3 separate regions of the Mus musculus genome follow, and all the other regions are linked to region 2. Evidence: chromatin contacts called from public HiChIP or PLAC-seq data. All regions are on one chromosome and are shown on one strand. Each heading gives the region's core, a stretch centred on a gene start, on an enhancer-like site or on the middle of the called end of the contact. The rest is flanking DNA. Distances are from core to core; before and after follow the strand shown.

Region 1 (2,700 bases), core at 39-2,538, 540 kb after region 2:
ACAGTCTATTGTTCAGTCCCCAGGACCACACTCAAACAAGAAATTCTCTCCAGCAAACACAGGCACCTCCTCCTTGCTCCCCTGATTGCCTCTGAGCAGAGCCTTGAGAGGCTTGGCCACTGAACCTGTACACTGGGAGAGCTGGAGAAGCCCAGCATGGGCAAGGCCAGCGCTGAGGGCCTAGTCTACTGTATCCAGATTGTTCTCTCGCCTAACCTGCCTTCCTCTCCCTTCTTCAGACGACTAGACCTTTCCTGTCCTTCAAGTCCTCTCAGGCTCAAAGCCTGACTGAGCTTGAGACAGTGAACTCTCTCTGGCCTCATTTCCTTGACCGTTAACTGGAGGCAAAGGAAATCCCCCCTCCTCTGCTGAGGCATCAGGAGAGATGGGTGGGCAGTGGGTGCTGGCGTGTGCATGCACACACACACACACACACACACACACACACACGCACACGCACATGCACGTGCATGCAGACAGGCACACACACTGCTCCCAGCCTCCAGGTCTGGCAGGACAACTACACTATACACGGTTGGTGGCACTCTCCATTGTGGCACCCCAGCTATTTGAACCCACTAGGTGCCCCTTGGCCTGAAAATGGAAACTGGTGCACAGAGCCCAAATCAGGGATAGGAAAGGTCCTGTGGCTCTGCTGTGTCGTGGGGTAAAAGGCCCTTGCACCCCAGGCAGTCAGGCAGGCCTTGCCAAGGGACACTACTGTTTACTGCTAACATCAGCTAGGAAAATCACCCAGAAAACAGACTACGGAACCTCAAGAGGCCTGCAGTCCCACAGGTGCCCTGGATGCTGAGGGTTAGGCAGGATTCCTGAGATCTGAATCCAGACCCAGCCAGATGATCTGCCTATAATTGTGGGCTCCAAATTCCTCAGCAGGTTGCCAAGGTCACCTCCTGGGTCCCTCTGGCTCAGGTTTGGACATGCAGCCTGGGTTCCCAGTGTCAGTGGAGCCCTGGACATGCAGTCTTTACTCGTATGGTGCTATTTGGTCCCTTAGCTCAAGATTATAAGGGAACTTTGAACCCTGTCACAGCCCTGGTGTTTAAAGTAAATCTGGTGGCTTCTTAAACCCCAGCCCCTCCCCTGCAGCCAAGCTCCCCCCACCCCTGCCCCAACTGCTCTATCCCTTGACCTCATGTGGAGGAGCCTGATAACCCATTTTACAAGTGGCATGTAAGGTCGAACAATGTCTTAGCCAGGAACCTAACTTCCGGTGTTCGTTCCTGTGTAAGCCTCCTGCTCTCAACCCCTTCCCCCTCCCCCTGGAAACCCCGTCTCTACTTAGTGACTCACTGCAAGTCTAGATAAAGTTCTTTGTTACTGCCTTGAAGCTACTGAGGAGGACACACGGAAGCACACACGCACGCACACACACACACACACACACACACACACACACACACGCTGCCGCTCTCGTCACTACCTCCCCAGCACTACCTAGGTTGGACCTCTTCCATGGGGCCTGAGACAAGGCTTCCCATCACCGTTTCCCCACCACTGTCTCGAGAGGCCTGAGAGCTCTCGGAAGCCGGATCTTCTGAGGCCTGAGACCTGCGCCCACTCTTCTGTGTTCACCCTCAGGGGTCCCTTGCCCGTGTCCATGGTTCACTTCTTCTATGGAAGGCATCTTCTTTTTTCCAGGAACACATTGCTCTTCACCCTGCAGGTGGCAAACCGCAGTCCCCCGTGTCTTCCATTGCTGGGCCCAGTAATTAGCAAAAACTCATTAGTTTATAGCCTGTCTCTAGGCCCTACCGGAAGCAAGTACAGACTCATCCCCACTGAGGCCACCTAAGTCAGGCGGCTCCTCCAGGAGTCAGGAGACAGAGCTAGACAAAGGATCCTGGTGCTAGACAAAGGACGCGACCCTTCAGCAGGGCTACGGCTGCCTGCCCTTGACCCTTGAGTCTTGGGCTCCCGTGTCTTTAACTCCTGGACTTGGCTTATTTCCTGTATCTAAACCAAGTGGTGCCGCCAGCCTCAAGGTCCCTGTTTTCTGTGTCCATTCTTAACAGGTGTTGTCTGAAATAGCCTTTGGCATGCTTCCAGTGACACAGGACACAGCCTCCTTGGTGTGCTCTCTTGGCAGGTGTGGGCTTAGAGTAGGGAAGGCTACAGCCGGGGACTACACCCTGTCAATTACTGGAGTGATCCGTGTCACAGATCCAGCATGATGAGGGTGGGGCAGAGAGCGCGGCAGGCAGGAAGTCCAGAGATCTGGAGGGTGAGTTTCAATGGGACAGTGAAGGAGAGGGCGTTCCAGCAGAGAAAGCTGGGAGATGCACTGAGACAAGGATCCCCTAACTCCCCCGGGGTGGAAGTGGCCAAGGGGGCAGAGGCTGCTGCCTGGGACTGGGGGCCATATGCAGCCTTTGGATGTGAGCCCAGCAGCTCCAAGGAGCCTGGCCAGGGTATTGCCAGACTGCATTTAGTGTATCCCTCTGGGATCTGTGTCTTGTCAGGCTCTGCCTGCTTGAGAAGAAAAGGCTTGCTTCATCGTTCAGCATGACCCCCATGCCTCCTCCATCTCTGTAGCTGTGTGGAGAGCAGAGGGTTAGATGGGCACCAGGCCCCGGTTTGCAGATGTTTGTAGACTCCAGGGAGATGCTTGGCCAGCCAAGAAAAAGGGCCAAGTTCTGCCTGCACCATTTAGGGAAGTTTCCAGGAAGGTGCCTGAGG
Region 2 (2,700 bases), core at 151-2,650:
TATCAGTTTTGGTAGGTATTTATTTATTAACGAAACCCTTAAACTTTCTTATATAGGGACTGGAGAGATGGCTCAGTGATTAAGAGCACTGGCTGCTCTTCCAGAGGACCCAGATTCAAGCCCCAGCCCTCACGTGGCAGCTCACCCTGGTTGCAGGGGACCGGCCTTAGTCATTGATCTATTGCTATGAAGAGACACCATAGACACTCTTAGAAAGGAAAACGTTTAGTTAGGGCTGCTTTATAGTTTCAGAGTCTTAGTGCATTATCACTGGGCAGAGAACATGGCTACACATAAGCAGACACAGCGCTGGAGACGGAGTCAAGGTTCTACATCCAGATCCACAGGCAGGAAGAGAGAAATGAAACCCAGGAGCCCACCCCCAGTGACACACTTCCACCGACAAGGCCACCCCTGCTAATCCTTTCAAATACCACCACTCCCTATGAGCCTACAGGGGTGAGGTGGGGGTGGGGTGGGTGTGGGGGGCATTTTCATTCAAACCACAACGTGATCCAGTCCCATAATTCTGGCTTCTCCAGGAGCCAGGCCCACATCTGGTGCACCGATGTACAAACAGACCAAATAGCCATACACATAAAAATAGAAATGACCTTGTTTTAAAGTTAAGGCTATCAGCTGAGGGTGGTGACACATACCTTAAGATCCAGCACTCAGGGAATCAGGAAGGTGGATCTCTGTGAGTTCAAGACCAGTCTGGTCTACAGAATGAGCTCTATGACAGCCAGGGCTACACAGAGAAACCCTGTCTCGAAAACAACAAAGCAAACATAAAAGCCCTCTATATGGTAAGGCCATGCTATCTGCCATAGCTTCAGTTTGGTTGCCCTTGATTTCCCTCTCGTGTTGGATCGTTCTGTCTAGGACTATAGCATGCTTTGAGTAAGAGTGTGAGGATGGCGTCCTCCTGTTGCTCCTGACCTCAAGGAATGCTTTCAGCTCTTCCCACTCAGTACACACAGCCTTTGTTGTGAAATGTGTCCCTCTGTGCCTGTCCTTTCTTCCCTCTGTCTCTCTGTTTTCCCTTCCTTTTTTTTTTTTTTTTTGTACTGGAACCTGTAAGGGTCTATCATTCTCTGAAGAATGATACCCTGGACTCAAACTATGTAAACACAACGAGTGTTTTATTCTGCACAAGTCCAGCATGCTGGGGTCTCCCATTACCCGAATAGAGAGACACACAGGTGAGCTCACAGGCCTGATTTAAAGCACGTTAGGGAATTTCTGGGTAGGTGACCTCTGTGTTAATCTGTTGGGTCCATCTCTATGCAGATTCCTTTACCTGGGTGTAAGGGCTGGGAACCTGCTGTGGAAGGTCTGGAAGCTGCTGCTGACCCATTGTCCTTGCCTCAGGCCAGATGATGGGCGGGGCAGCTTCTGGGGACTTGCCTGGACTTGCCCGGTTCTCAGAAACAGAGATTTGGGCCTAGTCTCCTTAACTCCCAATGTGAAGCCTATCAAAGAATCAGCCTGGCCTTCTCAGAACCCACTAAAGTAGAAATTAAAAGTATGTTGACCAGGCTGGCCTCAGACTCACAGAGCCCTACCTGCCTCTGCCTCCTGAGGGCTGGCATTACAGACATGCACCATCACAGAGTACCATGGGTTCTTCCTGTGTCTGATGTCACGATGGTCATACAGCCTTTCTGTCTATCATTCTGTTAATGTGATAAGTTTATTGGTTACACGTGTCAAATCATTCTTGCCTCTCTGTTATGACTCATAGATTTTGTCCTCTTTCTCTGTTTGTTTGTCTCTTTCTTTCTTGATTCATTCATTTATATGAAAGCTGTCTGCATGGACACCTGAATGCCATCAGATTGCATTACAGATGGTTGTGAGCCACCATGTGGTTGCTGGGAACTGAACTCAGGACCTCTGGAAGAGAAGCCAGAGATCTTAACATCTGAGCCCAGTCTCTTGCTTCCTCCGTTTTCTTTCTTTCTTTTTTTCTTTTTTTTTGGGTTTTCGAGACAGGGTTTCTCTGTATAGCTCTGGCTGTCCTGGAACTCACTCTGTAGACCAGGCTGGCCTTGAACTCAGAAATCCACCTGCCTCTGCCTCCCAAGTGCTGGGGTTAAAGGCGTGCGCCACCACGCCCGGCTCATTTTCATTTTTTAAGATGTATTTATTTTTATTTTGTGTGTATGAGTGTTTACCTGCATGTATCTAAATGTACCAGGTGTATTGCTAATGTATACCAGGCTGACCTCAAATTTTGAGAGAGCTAGCTGTCTGCCTCTGCCTCCCAAGTGCTGGGATCAAAGGTGTGGGCATGCCCGTGCCCATCCACGCCCAGCAGCTCTAGATGTCTTTAACTTGACTTTCTTATTGAAATATAGTTTCTTTTGTGTGTTTGGATGTGAGTCCTCTTATTTTATCATACAATTCACTCATCAGTATTATAAAAACTAAATACAAGGCCGGGCTGTGGTAGCGCATGCCTGTAATCCCAGCACTTGGGAGGCAGGCGGATTTCTGAGTTCAAGGCCAGCCTGGTTTACAAAGTGAGTTCTAGGACAGCCAGGGCTATACAGAGAAACCCATCTCATGTACCCCTAATTCTCAGTAGCAGGCACAGAATCACCCTGGTTTTTTGAATACCTGTTCCCTGTTGTCTCACTGAGACTCTCCTGGTGTGTCTCCTCCGCAGCCCATCTGTTTACCTTTTAATTTCAC
Region 3 (2,700 bases), core at 136-2,635, 570 kb after region 2:
GCTACCGGGAGGCTCTGGGCCCTGTTCTTGAAGGCCAGTTAGAAGTGACCATGGTCACTTCAGTGAAGTTTAAAATGATTCGCGGGGCAGAAAACGTGGAAGAGAAACCCCTGCTTATTTATGCGGGCTTTCAAACCATAAAACTCTCGTTTTCTCTCTGTAGCTATTTATATCCTGAGCGGGTGTAAAAACTGTCCCCATATGAAGCCCAGGTCTGAAGTAATATAAACGAAAAATAGCCATCTCCTGTTTTATTTATTTATTTTTAATTTAAAGCAAACGGTTTCACCTATAGTCCCCAGGTTTGGTCGCTGGCGCGGGGGGTGGGGCAGCCCACCCAGCCCCACAGGCAGCTGTCAGGCAGTGACGGGGCCCCTCGCTTGATCACTCCAGGGACAAGGACGCCCAGGGCTGGGTGTCACCGACTCCTCCGCGTTCAGGCTCTTAGCCCTGCGGGCTGGGGGAAGGGCCCGGGTCTCGGGAAGTGACCCTCCTCTTCTACCGAGCTGGGGACTCAAGCTCCTTCTTTTTCCCCCTCGCGGTGGGGCCCCTAGTCGATCTATGTCCCTCCTGCTGTCCCGGGGCCACTCGGCACCTCCCCTCACCCCGACGGCTTCGAGGCCCTCCCCGGCCGAACATCCCGACTCCTCCCTCGGCCCCTCAGGCAACGTGGGGAGCCGGTGGCCCCCAACCCAATTAGCGGGGAGCTCCATCGTCTCCAGGCACAACCGCTTTCCTTCCCTCGGGGGACACTGCCACCTGAGAGCCTCGTCCCCAGGTTCCCTTGCTCTAGTACATCTCGATCGCCCCTGGGCGACGCGGGGGCGCAATTAGTTTCTTCCAATTAGTTTCCCCTCTTTGTATAGAACCCATTCAAACTGTGCGCGTACTCCTCCGCGCGAGGGGGAAAGTAGTCCCGACCTTGCCCGCGATTTCTGTTCTCGCGTCGGGCACATTCACTTTGGGAAGCCGATGGGACGCTCGGCGGGATCCCCGGGGGAGGTGGCGCGGGGCCCACAGGGTGCGAGCGGAGGGAGCGGGGCGCTGGGGAGGGGGAGGGGGCTAACTCCTCGCTGTTGCCTCGAGAGATGGATCATGGGGCGTAAAGCGATCGCAAACCTCAAACCACGTACAGTGGGCGATACGCGTCAACCCAACCTGGCCAACGGAAGCACAGAACCTTCCCCCTCCTTCCCGTGATCCCGCCCCCGTGGCCTGACGGACGCGCACAGAGACCTACCATGCCCCTGCTTGCCGCCCGGATCCCGTGAGAGCCAATGGAAGCTCGCAGGGGCGGAGCTTGCGAGCGACGGGTTAGGCTGTGCGCGGCCCTCCTCCCCCCCAGGCTCCGCCCCTCCCCCCCGCCCGCGGCTCCCGGAGTAGTTAGAGCCAGCGAAGTGCGGGCGGCGATGAGAGCCAAAGTTGCGCTCCGTTCGGCATCGGGGGCTTGAGGCGGCTCGTTGCTCCGCCCGTCTGGGCCTCCTCTAGCCCCAACTCCCGCCAGCGGATCCCGCGCGCTCGCCCGCCCGGCCCGGCGCCCACCTGCGCCCCCTGCCCGCGGCCCGCCGCCCGCGCCTCGCGAGCCGGGGTCCCCGTCACTTTGGCCCGGCCCCGGGCCCCGCCGATGCCGGCCATGGTGGAGAAGGGCCCCGAGGTCTCAGGGAAGCGGCGAGGGAGGAACACGGCGGCCTCCGCAGCCTCGGCCGCCGCCTCGGCCGCCTCGGCCGCCGCCTCAGCCGCCGCCTCGGCCGGCACCGCCTCCGCCTCGGCCGCCGCCGCCGCCTCGGCCGCCGCCGCCCCCAATAATGGCCAGAATAAAAGTTTGGCGGCGGCGGCTCCCAACGGGAACAGCGGCAGCAACTCCTGGGAGGAAGGCAGCTCGGGCTCGTCCAGCGACGAGGAGCACGGTAGGTGGCAGCCGCCCCCGCGCCCGGCCCGTGTCCGCGCCCGCGCTGACCGCCGTGCTCTGCTTCCCCGCAGGTGGCGGTGGCATGCGGGTGGGACCCCAGTACCAAGCGGCGGTGCCCGACTTCGATCCTGGTGAGTAGCGAGTGACGGGAGCTCGGGAGACAACTTTGTTTTTTGTGCGTGTTGGCCTTCGGTCCGCGGGGGCACACGGGGCGCGAGGGCAGGCGGCGCGGCACGCTCGCACACGAGTGTGCTGCAGATTCGGGTGCGGGGAGGCCATGGGCTCCGGTGGGGACAGCACTGGGCCCGCAGTGTCCCCCGGCTCTGAGAAAGCCACACCTGGCCGGGGTGGAGTGGGATGTCTCTGCCTCCAGGTGTGGTGTACCGGAGCTAGGACGGGATCCCGGGTGGCAGTGCTGGAGAGTTGGCGTCCTGGGGCGCTCGGACCCAGGGCTCCGCAGAGACTTCTTACTTCAAACTGGCTCCTAGCGTTACCCTGCCAACCCTACGCTCTTATTGCCTCTTGACTCTCATCCCGTCTTGTCCCGTCCGGTCCCATCCTGTCCCATCCCATCCCATCCCATCCCATCCCATCCCATCCCATCCCGAGGGCTGGTGGAGTAAAGATCTTCCTGTCCCTCCACCCCAATCAGGTAATAAAAGAAGTGTGCTTTCCAGAGAGCATCTGTCTAGATAAGAGAGCCCGACTTGTGGCTGTTATTTTAAGATCTGTTTGTAAATGTGTGTTTCCTTTATTTCTTTTTTCTTTTGGGGGGGATGGGGTGGGGAGGA

The links. HiChIP or PLAC-seq counts read pairs in DNA pulled down with a chosen protein or histone mark.
Region 1: a contact with region 2 is called in an H3K27ac HiChIP or PLAC-seq map of trophoblast stem cells, with 11 read pairs. The contact joins two enhancer-like sites. A contact is called at or near these places in 4 of 115 datasets of contacts at active chromatin or transcription factors (embryonic forebrain, extraembryonic endoderm stem cells, memory CD8 T cells and 1 more).
Region 3: a contact with region 2 is called in an H3K27ac HiChIP or PLAC-seq map of trophoblast stem cells, with 10 read pairs. The contact joins the promoter of Rcor1 here to the enhancer-like site in region 2. A contact is called at or near these places in 1 of 484 Hi-C or Micro-C datasets (embryonic stem cells) and 4 of 115 datasets of contacts at active chromatin or transcription factors (double positive thymocytes, epiblast stem cells, memory CD8 T cells and 1 more).

What each region holds. Positions count from the first base shown.
Region 1 is chr12:111,006,588-111,009,287 of GRCm38.p6, forward strand. All of the region lies in intron 1 of 6030440G07Rik (RIKEN cDNA 6030440G07 gene), which reads left to right. Among named protein-coding and RNA genes, the nearest start is that of 6030440G07Rik, 14 kb to the left of the region's middle. Within about 2 kb of position 1,289, at least 126 of the 459 cell types and tissues checked have an H3K27ac peak or open chromatin away from gene starts, as enhancers often do. A contact at or near this core is called in extraembryonic endoderm stem cells and trophoblast stem cells, where this site is marked.
Region 2 is chr12:110,471,056-110,473,755 of GRCm38.p6, forward strand. All of the region lies in intron 3 of Ppp2r5c (protein phosphatase 2, regulatory subunit B', gamma), which reads left to right. The region is part of intron 5 of Gm19605 (predicted gene, 19605); the gene reads right to left. Among named protein-coding and RNA genes, the nearest start is that of Gm19605, 13 kb to the right of the region's middle. Within about 2 kb of position 1,401, at least 36 of the 459 cell types and tissues checked have an H3K27ac peak or open chromatin away from gene starts, as enhancers often do. A contact at or near this core is called in embryonic stem cells, epiblast stem cells, extraembryonic endoderm stem cells and 1 more, where this site is marked.
Region 3 is chr12:111,037,982-111,040,681 of GRCm38.p6, forward strand. Rcor1 (REST corepressor 1) reads left to right here and starts at 1,386. Exons shown (of 12, transcript NM_198023.3): 1 at 1,386-1,907; 2 at 1,981-2,040. The coding sequence starts at 1,625.